Linked DNA regions of Triticum aestivum: regions 1 and 3 are each linked to region 2. The links are chromatin contacts, called in public Hi-C maps. All regions are on one chromosome and are shown on one strand. Each heading gives the region's core, a stretch centred on a gene start, on an enhancer-like site or on the middle of the called end of the contact. The rest is flanking DNA. Distances are from core to core; before and after follow the strand shown.

What was found. Hi-C and Micro-C count contacts between places; a contact is called where the count stands out from the background.
Region 1: a Hi-C map of leaf shows a contact between it and region 2, with 2.4 times the contacts expected there. The contact joins the enhancer-like site here to the promoter of LOC123098177 in region 2. A contact is called at or near these places in 2 of 5 Hi-C or Micro-C datasets (both in leaf).
Region 3: a contact with region 2 is called in a Hi-C map of leaf, with 6 times the contacts expected there. The contact joins the promoter of LOC123098176 here to the promoter of LOC123098177 in region 2. A contact is called at or near these places in 4 of 5 Hi-C or Micro-C datasets (leaf and root).

The regions. Positions count from the first base shown.
Region 1 is chr4D:399,659,086-399,662,754 of IWGSC CS RefSeq v2.1, reverse strand. LOC123097000 (GTP-binding protein At2g22870) reads right to left here. Exons shown (of 7, transcript XM_044518774.1): 7 at 3,144-3,659. The coding sequence ends at 3,441. Among protein-coding and RNA genes, the nearest start is that of LOC123097000, 17 kb to the right of the region's middle. Within about 2 kb of position 2,379, at least 7 of the 8 cell types and tissues checked have an H3K27ac peak or open chromatin away from gene starts, as enhancers often do. A contact at or near this core is called in leaf, where this site is marked.
Region 2 is chr4D:399,892,758-399,896,202 of IWGSC CS RefSeq v2.1, reverse strand. LOC123098177 (heptahelical transmembrane protein ADIPOR3) reads left to right here and starts at 2,183. Exons shown (of 3, transcript XM_044520088.1): 1 at 2,183-2,679.
Region 3 is chr4D:399,707,061-399,710,639 of IWGSC CS RefSeq v2.1, reverse strand. LOC123098176 (U-box domain-containing protein 75) reads right to left here and starts at 1,702. Exons shown (of 1, transcript XM_044520087.1): 1 at 1-1,702. The coding sequence starts at 1,225.

The DNA.
Region 1 (3,669 bases), core at 1,130-3,629, 230 kb after region 2:
TAGTAAGCCTGATTCTGTGAAGAAGAAAAGTGAATCTCCGCAGGCGAGTCCGTGGATTCGCCTCCCCTCCGCCTGCCGCACCGGTGGCTGGGGTGGGGAGGGTATTCCTGGTGCCTCGGCTTACATAGGTAGGGTTTTGGTTCTCGCAAGGGCGGCGCTCGGACGGATGGCGACGATTCTTCTTCGAGTTAGTATATTGGGCTTCGATCCTCCTCAAGTTCGTTCATCAGGACGGATTAGACGGAGCTCCGGCATAGATTCCTGCAAGCTCATCGGAGTTGCGAGGTTAGAGTTTCTCGTCGTGCGTATGCAACGGCGAGATTTGGTGTTAGGTTCTTTAGATCGATTCAAGGATTCAATGGCGACGACTGCGGGTCCTGAACGATGGTCCTTTGGGACATATGTACGAAGACTTCCTCGCTGTCATCGACAAGGTCAGACCGGCTCCGGTATGGGAGCGGCAACAAGGGCGTGTCGGCGGCTCGTTCTGGCGACGACAATGGTTGTTCGGTTGTCCATGAACCTCGATGTAATTTTTATTATGTTTGGTGTGCTTTGTACTTTCGGTGAATCTTTATAATAGATCTGATATTTTTTTAAAAAACTTTATACATATACACAATACATTTATATACAGATGTGGAAATACTTTTAGAACTTTTTTTTCAAACCTTTAAATATAAATATTGGAAGTGTTTAAAATTTCTGGCTGGGAGCCCGAGCTCCATCCAAATCGTCTCGCTCCAGGAGACCAGCCAAAATCAAGCTCCAAAACTATCCGGTGGATAGAGAATGAGAGCGTGCGGGTACGTACATGTCTTGTCACTCGTGCGTCGCATCGCTTCTTGGGTATGGCAGTATGGCACCGCGGCCGCGGGAGTGCAACGCACGCCACGCGTGTCCATGCGTGCATGGGGGACAAAGCCTGAGTGCTTGAGTTGACCAAGGCACCGGGCACCTGCAGTTTGGCAAAGGAGCGGACCAAATCGGGAAGAGCTGACGCCCGCATCGCAGCCAGCGACAGAGGCTGATTGATCCATCGAGTCGGCGCGCATGCGAGGCGATGCGACGCATGCGCATGGCCTGAACCTGAAGCAGCACGAGCAGCAGTCCACACTCCTCTGTTTCCTTCTTCATTTGTCTTGCTCATCTGATCTTGTCAGCAGCAGTTTGAATTTCATTGTAAACCGTTAGGCGTTGGAAATTCCATTGTATGACGCCTGAATATTCTTTACGAATCCCCGCAAATCAGTCAGCTTACCCCCAGCTTCCATGCTGCTCATGGCAGTTATAAGCTGTAGATCTGACAAGCCATGTTGGTACCCCTGACCGATAATAAACGTGAGAACCAGTTTCAAACCAGATCAGTATATGTTTATATACTGGTGGCGTGCGGGGAAAGGAGCTGACTGGCTGCTGCCGTGTTGTGATTGTGAAGCAAGATAGCTAGCACAGTAACAGCATTACTACTATACAACTTTTCGTCTAGTCGCACACCAACAATTTACTCCAGCTTGGGCGATAGGATTGGTTGGTGCTCCCTTGCTTCCTCTTTGGGTTTCTGCCTCCCTCCCTGGTAGTAGTGGAGATCCCCGTCGGTAAACTCTTGTCTACTTGGCTTTCCTTTTAGTGGGCATGTGTGATTCGCCAACTTTTTTTTTCAGGCAATTTTGGCTACTATATCTTTTTAGAAAAGGCCATCATGACTAGCTTTATTGAATTAAACAGGTATTACATCTTCCACGAGTCCGGAAACTAGAAAGCTTGGAGGCTCTCCCATCCAGCTATTAGAAGTCTTTTTACAGAAACTATGACTAGTTAGCACATGAGCCGCATTATTTGAAGAACGATTACAGTGTTTAAAAATAACATTCCCAATAAACAAAGACGTGTCCACACACTCCGCAAAGATTGCCGCTGCAGCATCCCACCATCTTGTTTGCTCGGTGCAACATTCAATCACCGCTGTAGAAAGACACCGCTTCCACTCGAGGAAATCCAAGTGAATTTGCAAAAATGAGGCCAGCCCGCATCGCCATGGTCTCCATTGTCACGACATCAACTACATAAGACATAAAGCGGCAATGGCCTGCTAAGAAGTTACCTCTCTCGTCCCTGATTACAGCAGCCGTTGCTCCTGCTCCTTCTTCCACATGGAAAGAAGCGTCCACGTTCAGTTTCACAAATTTGGGACCTGGCTTACTCCATCTTTGTACTTGAGCATTATTAACTTTGCAATTTTACTTGTAGCGATGTTTTTTTTAGGGAGCACCGTAGCGATGTGGTCGCACAAGGACAAGGGCACCCTCAGTCCCTGTGCACTGGGCCCGATAGAGCCAGGGACAGAGAGGGACGGAGGAGGAGAGGCCTGATGAGAAAGGGGACAAGGGTGGGGGCATGTGGCCCATGAGCCCACCTGCGGCTGCCCCCACAGTCAGCGGCAGCAGGGCATGGGGCCGCTTGATTGACCCCCGGTCTCCCTCTCCCAAGCCACCTCTCGCCCAGCAACGAACATTTTTTTCTGAACACAGCAAAGCAACGAACTACTCCTACAAAACACTTCCCGCGAGTTGACGCTGGCCATTCTCCTGGCCTTTCAGAGCTCGGCTCTGTACTCCTACTCCGGCCGCCGCCTGCTTCAGAAAACCCAAATAAAACCAAAGAAACACATGGATGGCATGCCATGGGCCTCACCTCTTCGCTGCCGGTGGAGCCACCGGGCCAGCGGAGCTGGGGGATCGGCGAGCCAGCCAGGCCCGGCGAAAGAGAAACATCTCCGGTCACCAGTCGTCCGTGCACGCCTCGCTTTCCGTTTTCCCTGCCTGCCCGGCTCCGCAGTTCCGGTGGGACATGGTAACTGTGTCCGTGTCTCCGCTGTTCAAAGCGAGAGCGCCACAAAAAAGGCCGGCGCTTATGTACCACGGTACAGTGGTACCAGTACCACCACCGGAAATCTGGATTTAATCGAATTTTAATGGCCAGTCGTACTAGACCATGTAGTCTGTCGGGCAGTAAAGCGTGCGCAACAAATTAATTTCCGTGCAATTCAATGTGTGCAGCAGTACATTGAATTTGCTGGGCTGCCTTCGCCATACGAGTAGTGGTATAAATGTACAGTTCCAGATCGGCCCATTGCGTTCAGATATCGTAACAAGTGGACGAGACTTTACTTCCGCAGGTGAGCCAAATATTACTACAACAAACATGGACCAGAAGGGGCGCGGTATTACTGTATCATGTCTGCGTATCGTGAATCATCTTCCGCTATACATCAAGAGGCCAGCGCAATGAAACTGAACCTGAAGTCTATGCAAAGCACGATCCATCGGTGAAGTCCAGAAACTGAAGTTCGTCAGGCAGGATGATCGGTTTGTGCTGCTCTCTTCTGCAAGTACTGTTGCTCCTAGCTTTAGCTGTCCCAAGCCTGAAGAAGCACTGACCTAGGTTGCCTCATTGTCCCAGTAGTTCCTCAGCTGCGACATATGGAGGAGCAGCCCGTCGCGGCCTAGTCCTGTGGTGCTGCTCGTCATGATCCATGGAGGAGGCCTTGGATAGAGCGAACCGATGTTCTCCAGGAACACTTTGATGTTCTCATCAGGCCGACCCCCTTTGCCTTTCTTTACTTTGTCACACTTGGTGAACACAAAGGTTAGCCCGACCTGTGACACC
Region 2 (3,445 bases), core at 934-3,433:
AGCAAGCTATTGCCTCACCCACGCGTGGAGCGGTTGTTCTACGCCTGCAGAGCCCTTGCGCCATGCGACAAGTGAATAGGCGTGCCGGGAGCTGGACAAGACGTACGGGGTGATTCAACCCCCTCATCTCACCGCATGGTGCACACCTATACAAAGATGTGTCACGCCCCGTGCAAAGTGGCGCCATGGTTGGTGGTGACAAGACAGGCGTCCATTCCCGGAATACAGAAGGCAATAACACTTCATACAAGCATTTAATGCACTCACCTACTCGGTCAGATGGCCGGACCACTTCCTTAGTAGAAAAGCCATTGTGGTACCCCTTGAGATATAAAAGGAGGACCTAGCTATTGAGGGCGGGGTGGGGGGGGGGGAAGGCACTTCTTAGCAAGACAGAAGAGACCTGTAAAAGGTTGGACATTTGGTAGAAGAAAAGTAGGAGTACACAACGCTTCCCGTTCCCGCGAAGGACTTGTAGCTCGCCATCCACCAACATAAACACACACAAAAGTAGGAGTAGGATATTACGCAACCATGCGGCCCGAACCCGGGTAAATCATCGTGTACATTTCGTGCATTTCGATAGTGTAGGTCCTCACCTTCGTGCCCCATTCACGAACCAGCAAAAGGACATCTCCCGTCCATGGTGTCTCGCGCGTATCTTGCACACGCCCGCCGACACTCAGTGGCCGCAGCAGTGGTAGCTCCTCAGCGTGGAGCATCATGTCAACAGAGGAGAGGGCGGCCAAGGAGGCGTCATGGAGGGAGTGGTGCAACGCGGAGCATCGAGCGATGTTCGCATAGTCTGACTGAAGAGGCGCCAACCTGGGTCCTCGTGGACCCCAACCTCGCGGAGGCCTGGGCCGATGACCGATCGATGACCAAGTCGGAGATATCTGCGTAGCGACTGCGCTGCCAAGACAAGGAGCTTGCCAAGGTCGAGGTGGAGTGGTCACTCAACGACACCTCTGTCGTCCTCAGCAGGGTCAAGGGTAGAGCTCCCCGGCCAGGGTCCGCGTTGGCCGAGGCGGCCCTCCGCATGGCGCAAGAGGAAGATGAGCGGCTCGAGCGCCAGGTGGCGGCCGGGCAGGGCTACCGCGCCTTGGCGCCCTTCACCGCTGGAAGGACCACTCCAGCTTCAACGATGATAACGTGAGCACGGAAGGCGACAGAGGTGCCGCCGGCCAGCCTGTCTGCTACAAATTAGTTTAGTTTTTTAAGTTTTAGTTGAACGGACGAAATATCTACGGCTTATGTAAATCATGTCTGAATTTATGCCCGTTTGTATGAATTTCGTCGTATATGCATGAGTTATGTCTAAATTTGTTTATATTGTGGCCGGAGATGTGGGCAAGCCTTGGATGGTCGGCTCTCGTATCACTGTCCACGAACGCGTGACGCATCCACAGAGAAATATGATGTCCGTTTGAGGATCGGTGTTGAATATGCCCTAACGAAATTGGCCACGGTTCAAGGATCGGCGTTGAATATGCTCTGACGAACATTGACATTGAATAGGCATATATAGCAATCAATGGCTCAACTCAAATATGACCTGACCTGTGAACATGTGGTTGGATGGTTAGAGGGACTGTGGTATCCCCAGCCCACCAGGGTTCAAGTCTCGGTGCTCGCATTTATTTCAGGATTTCCGGTGATGCACATTCAGTGGGAGGAGACGTCTCGTCGTAAATTTCAAAATGATATGCCGGCTCAGTCTTTAGAAGGTGCTCATAGGGGTAGGGTGTGCGTGTGTGTTCATAGGGGTGAGTGTATGCGTGTGTATATGAGCTCTTGCGTCTGTACTGTGTTAAAAAAAACTCAAACATGACCTCACGGGCTTTTGTCGCCCTTGCACTTGCACGATCGGCCTACGTCAAAATCGCGTAACCATTTTCCGTGAGCACGACGGGAGGTTGGGCATGCGATGACTCAAGAATCCCGCACGCTTCCTACTGCTTCCCTTTTCGGCCGGAAATCGATTGGGCACGTCGGATCCGTGAGACGGTACGTGCACGGTCCAGCCAAGCCACACCCTTCCTTCCGCGGGACGAGAGGGGAAAGCGAGAGGTAGTCGGCACGCACGGCCGTAGCTCCCCCTTCATTCACAACGCACCGGGTCGCACTCGCACTCGTACGCCCCATGGCACGCCACCGCGCCAACAAAACAGAAGCCCCAAAACGCCAAGGCGGACACGCCGACCCGGCGTGCGTCAGAGGCTGCTCTGCTAAATCTGGGGTGGAGGTATTTGAAAAAAGAAAATTCTGGGGTGGAGGGGACGCACCGAGGCGCGCCCGCCTCGCCGAGATCGACGGGCCGACGCAACCCAGGCCGAGCGAGCGAGGGAAGCGATACAACCCACCACAGGCAGCGGGCGCGTCGTCGCGTTCGCGTGCGGCGGATATTCGGACGGGGCGGCATAACACCCGGGCCGAACGGGTCGCGCTCTCTCTCCCGGCGGTCTTCTCCCCGGCCCTCTGGCGATGGCGACGGCGACGGCGGCGGCGGTGTGGGAGGAGGAGGCGGAGGTGGAGAGGCCGATGCTGGAGGAGGAGAGGAAGGGGAAGCAGGGCAAGGGGCGCCGCTACGGCCTGGTCGACTACCGGGCGCTGCCGGCCTACATGCGGGACAACGAGTACATCCTGCGCTACTACCGCTGCGAGTGGCCGCTCCCGCAGGTGCTCCTCTCCGTCTTCTCCATCCACAACGAGACCCTCAACGTCTGGACGTGCGTACTCTTGCTCATCCCCCCATCTTATTTTTCAATCCAATTGTTTTCCTTATGCCAATTTTATACTGTGCGCACATGTATGGAACAGCCAATTAATCCCCTGGACATATATAGTTCTGATAACATTGCGAGTTTCTAGTTTGAAAATTGGAACGATGTATGTATCTATCTGGTGCTTTACCTGCAGTTTTGTTCTCTCTTTCTGTGTTGTGGTTATCCAACATAGTACGGTTTCTTTAGCCATGTAATTATGGCTTCTTCAGCTATGTAATTATGGCATGAAAAGGGAAGCTGATTTACTCTTGAAAACAAGGATTCTCTGTCATGTTAATTTTACAATGCAACCATTTGATTTTTGATTCACTTAACCCTGGCTTGAAATTGCTCAGTTCCTCGTGTTCAGACTTGAAGTTTCAAACTAATTACCAAGTAAGAAATTCAGCACTGAGAATGCATTGTGGCACTCTGAATTTTGAAGCATTTGTCGTAGCCCTTGCTTGTTTGTTGCCAAGCAAGATGAGACAACAACCAACTTAATTTTTAAATTTTATCAAGACTACCGTCCACCAAACTAATTAAAGAAGTCCCTTTCAATTTCAACAGGTCATACATTTAATTGAACCATGGACTTCAAATGTGTCTTTTCTAGTCTTTGTTGCTTGCCTATCCTATCAAGTCGAAAGGAAACCAAGTGATTTGACTGCCATTATGTA
Region 3 (3,579 bases), core at 453-2,952, 190 kb after region 2:
CCAGGGCGGCGGGTGCCGACTCCTCGGGCACCATCCTGCACACCACCCACAGCATCGACAGGGCACGCTGCGTGCAGGCCTCGGACACCCTCATCAGCAATCGGACGGCGTTGGGTATCGTCCTCGGGCAATCCTTGAGAGCCGTCATGCCTTCAGGGACTGAGGCGAGCGCGTCAAGGATGTCCAAGGCTGGCTCCACACACTCCGTCGCCAGCTCCGGCAGCAGCTCCACCAGCTGCTGCACCGCACCAATGCTGACAATCATACTCCTGGCCGGCCTGTGCACGGCGCAGATGGAATTGAGCAGCTCTAGCCCAGCGGCCACACCGTCCTGGTGCCGCTTGTCCCGGACCAGGCGCATGGAGCCGGCCAAGAGGCTCAGGCTCGCCACCGTCTCCGGCCGGAACCCTTTCTCCTCCATGAGGATGCGGATGAGGCGGACGCAGTTGATCTTGGTGTCGACGGCGCCCTCATTGAGCATGTCCACCACGAGGGACACCTTTGCCGGCTGCATCAGCGCCGCCTTCGCGTCGGCGTCGAGCGGCACGCCGCTCACAAGAATGGCCACCGCCTCGGACCCCACGGAATGAGACGTGAAGGGGCCAAGAAGTGAGGTCAGCAACGACACGCCGCCGGCCTCGGCTATGGCCTTGGTCACGGACTGGTGGTTGGAGGCGAGGGAGCGCAACTCCCGGAGCGCGGCGACTCGGGCCTGGCCCTTGAGGGGCTGCCTCCTTGGGACGGCCGTGCCGCGGAGACCGTGGACAAGGTCCGCGGCGCGGCCGTGGTAGTCGGCCGAGCGCTTCTTGAAGCGGGTGTACCGCCTGGAGAACCAGGCGGCGATGAGCTGCCGGAGCGTGGCGTTGGGGGTGAGCGCGTCGTCCCAGAGCTCCTGCATCGTGGTCGGGCAGGTCCGGTGGCCCAGCGCCAGCCACCGGGAGATGTTGGCGCGCTCGTACGTCTGGCCGGTGCAGAGCGTGACCGGATCCACCATGGGCTCCAGGGAGATCGGGCAGATGAAGACGGCAGGCACGACCTCGTCCCCGCCGCCGTCGCCGGCCGCATCCAGCTCGTCCATCATCTTCCTCAGCTCCACCGGCTGCTTCCCTCCGTCGCCCAGCGCGCCGTCCCCGGGCTCCGGGCCGCACCCCAGGATGCCATCCTTGAGCGCGGCGTCGATGTCGAGCACCTGCCCGCCGCAGGGCAGCTCCTGGTACTGCGGCATTGCAGCGGCGGCGTCCGACCGTCTGCGCGAAGCAACCGCACGCTCTTCCACCGCTCACTGGAGCGTACACGGACGGCGAGGCCCTTTTAGCAGAGGCGCGCAGGCGACGGGATGATGCGGTGAATCATGGGGCGACTTATCGCCATCATCATCACCCTCCTCGCTTGCTTTCCCTCTTTCTTGACCCGCTGCTTTTCTTGGATTTTCGGGCTCCCGCAGCTGCCTACCGGTCAAAAGGGGAGGCGAGGAAGCGAGGAGCTTGAGAGGAAAGCTTCTGGGTTTTGGATTGGAGGCGGATTGCAGGGCATATGAGGAGATCTGATATGCGAGGGTGGGGGGAGTGAGAATGCGACTGAGATCCAGCTGAGCTAGAGTGGGTGGAGAAGAAGAAGGGAGGGTGTGCGAGAGAGGGAGTGAGAGAGCGAGCAGGAATATCCTGATGAAATTATTATCCGGATTTGCAATTTTACTCGGGTGGGTGCGAGTGAGAGGGGATTGGACGAGGGAAGGTGGGGACTTGGGACCAGACACATTAGCACACTCACTGACACCCCGCCTGCGTGGTGGGCCACCCCCCTGCGCACCCTCTTGTATTCTTCCCAATTTTCATTTATTTTAGCGCTGGTACTAACATTTCTTTTCTCTCGCTCAAAAATTCCTTTTTCTTCAGTGCTGCCGCTGAGAAGCGTGTTGGTATGGCAACTGGCCCACGCCAAAAGCACTAAACAGGAAGGCATGGGGAAGAATCTTGCAGGAAATGGTGCCATATGGTTTCCTTAGTAGTGATCTCGTTCTAGGTTTGATGTGATTTTTACCATTGCTCCTAGGAATGAAATGCCCATGCTGTTATGTTTCCCCTTTTCAACATTTGGTTTTTTTTCAACTACAAAAATATTTTTTTCCCATCTGGGGAACGGGAGCGGTCAGCTGCGGAACTTGAGGTTGCTGACCGGTGACCACGACGGATTCGAGACGGGCGTGCGTGCGTACTGTGTACGTACTCCTCTAAATCTAAATCTAGGGCACGCGGACCGCACGTGCGGTGGGATCAGGATCGGCAAAGAGGGCGGGGCTTTGTTTTCTCTTTTTCCCATTTTTTGAATGGGTTCAAGGACAAGAAGGACGGAGCAGGCTCGTTGCCTCATCTCCCTCCTCGTGACCCGCGCGCGATCACGTTGCGTTTACGCTTGCATCGGACGTGCTGCTCCCTCTCTTTGACCGCTTTGCTCGCACACTCAAATGCTCTGACCAAGCCCGATTAGGAGCGCTCGAGTTTCTTTGTATAGATAACTTGTGCGCAAAGAAATGGAGGAAATGGCACGACGTTTCAACGTGGGAGATTTGTCACAAACACGCTTGCTTTAACTTGAACAAAGTCGGTGTGTGTAGTATCATCAACTTATTCAAACCTCCATCCAATCCCAATCCAATGAGAAAAAGATGGGAAACATCGCACGTGCATTGATGCCAGGTTGGAGCTCTCTTTTTGCGTACGTCTTAATTAAGTGGATCCATCCGGTGCGACCGTGACCAGGACCAACGACCACGGGGCCGGAGCCCGGAGGGCTGAGCAAAGGAAATGAAAGGGACCAAAGAAAACATATATATAAAGGCAAAAGTGAGCAACAGTAAGCGCTGGTAGCACGGGAAAGAAAGCCGAAACTAGACATGTCCAAAGCTCAAGGCTTTAAAAAATGCGCTCCTTGACCGGCCTGCCGCCCCGGCGCGCCGCACGCTACAAGGGCTCCGACTGTGCGCAAATTAAACGCCGACGCGGACGACCTCTCACGCTCAGACTATCCACGATAGAAGTAACATAGGTAGTAACATCACACATATCTAGATAAAATAGATGATGTGGCAAGCAATAAATGAAGAAAGAGAGGCATGTGATAACATAGCTAATTACTAGTACTAGTATGAGTAACATCACATATATCAAGACAAGATGAGTCTATAATATAATAAATGAAGTGTTGCATGTTATCACACATATGTTACTCCCCACTATAGATGTAGTAACGTAGAGTAGTAACATGGGCATGTTACTACTCTATTACTATCCATTGTGGCTAGTGTCACAGTACCTTGCCAACCATACACACGCAGTACGTACTACGTACGTGCAGTCGTGCAGGCGATGTTTCAAGTCAAAGGGCGGACAGTAAACGCGACGTAAACATGACGCCACCTAGCGATGGACGGAGACGCGTCCGTCCGGCGATCCGTCACTGTTGCTGCACAGAGAGCCGCTGTTGCACCGTACGTGTTGTAGTACGAGCCCGGTAGAGTACGCAGCACGGCGTACGTGGGCGAGGAGGCACGCAACGCAGCCAGGAGGGAGAGAGAGAGAG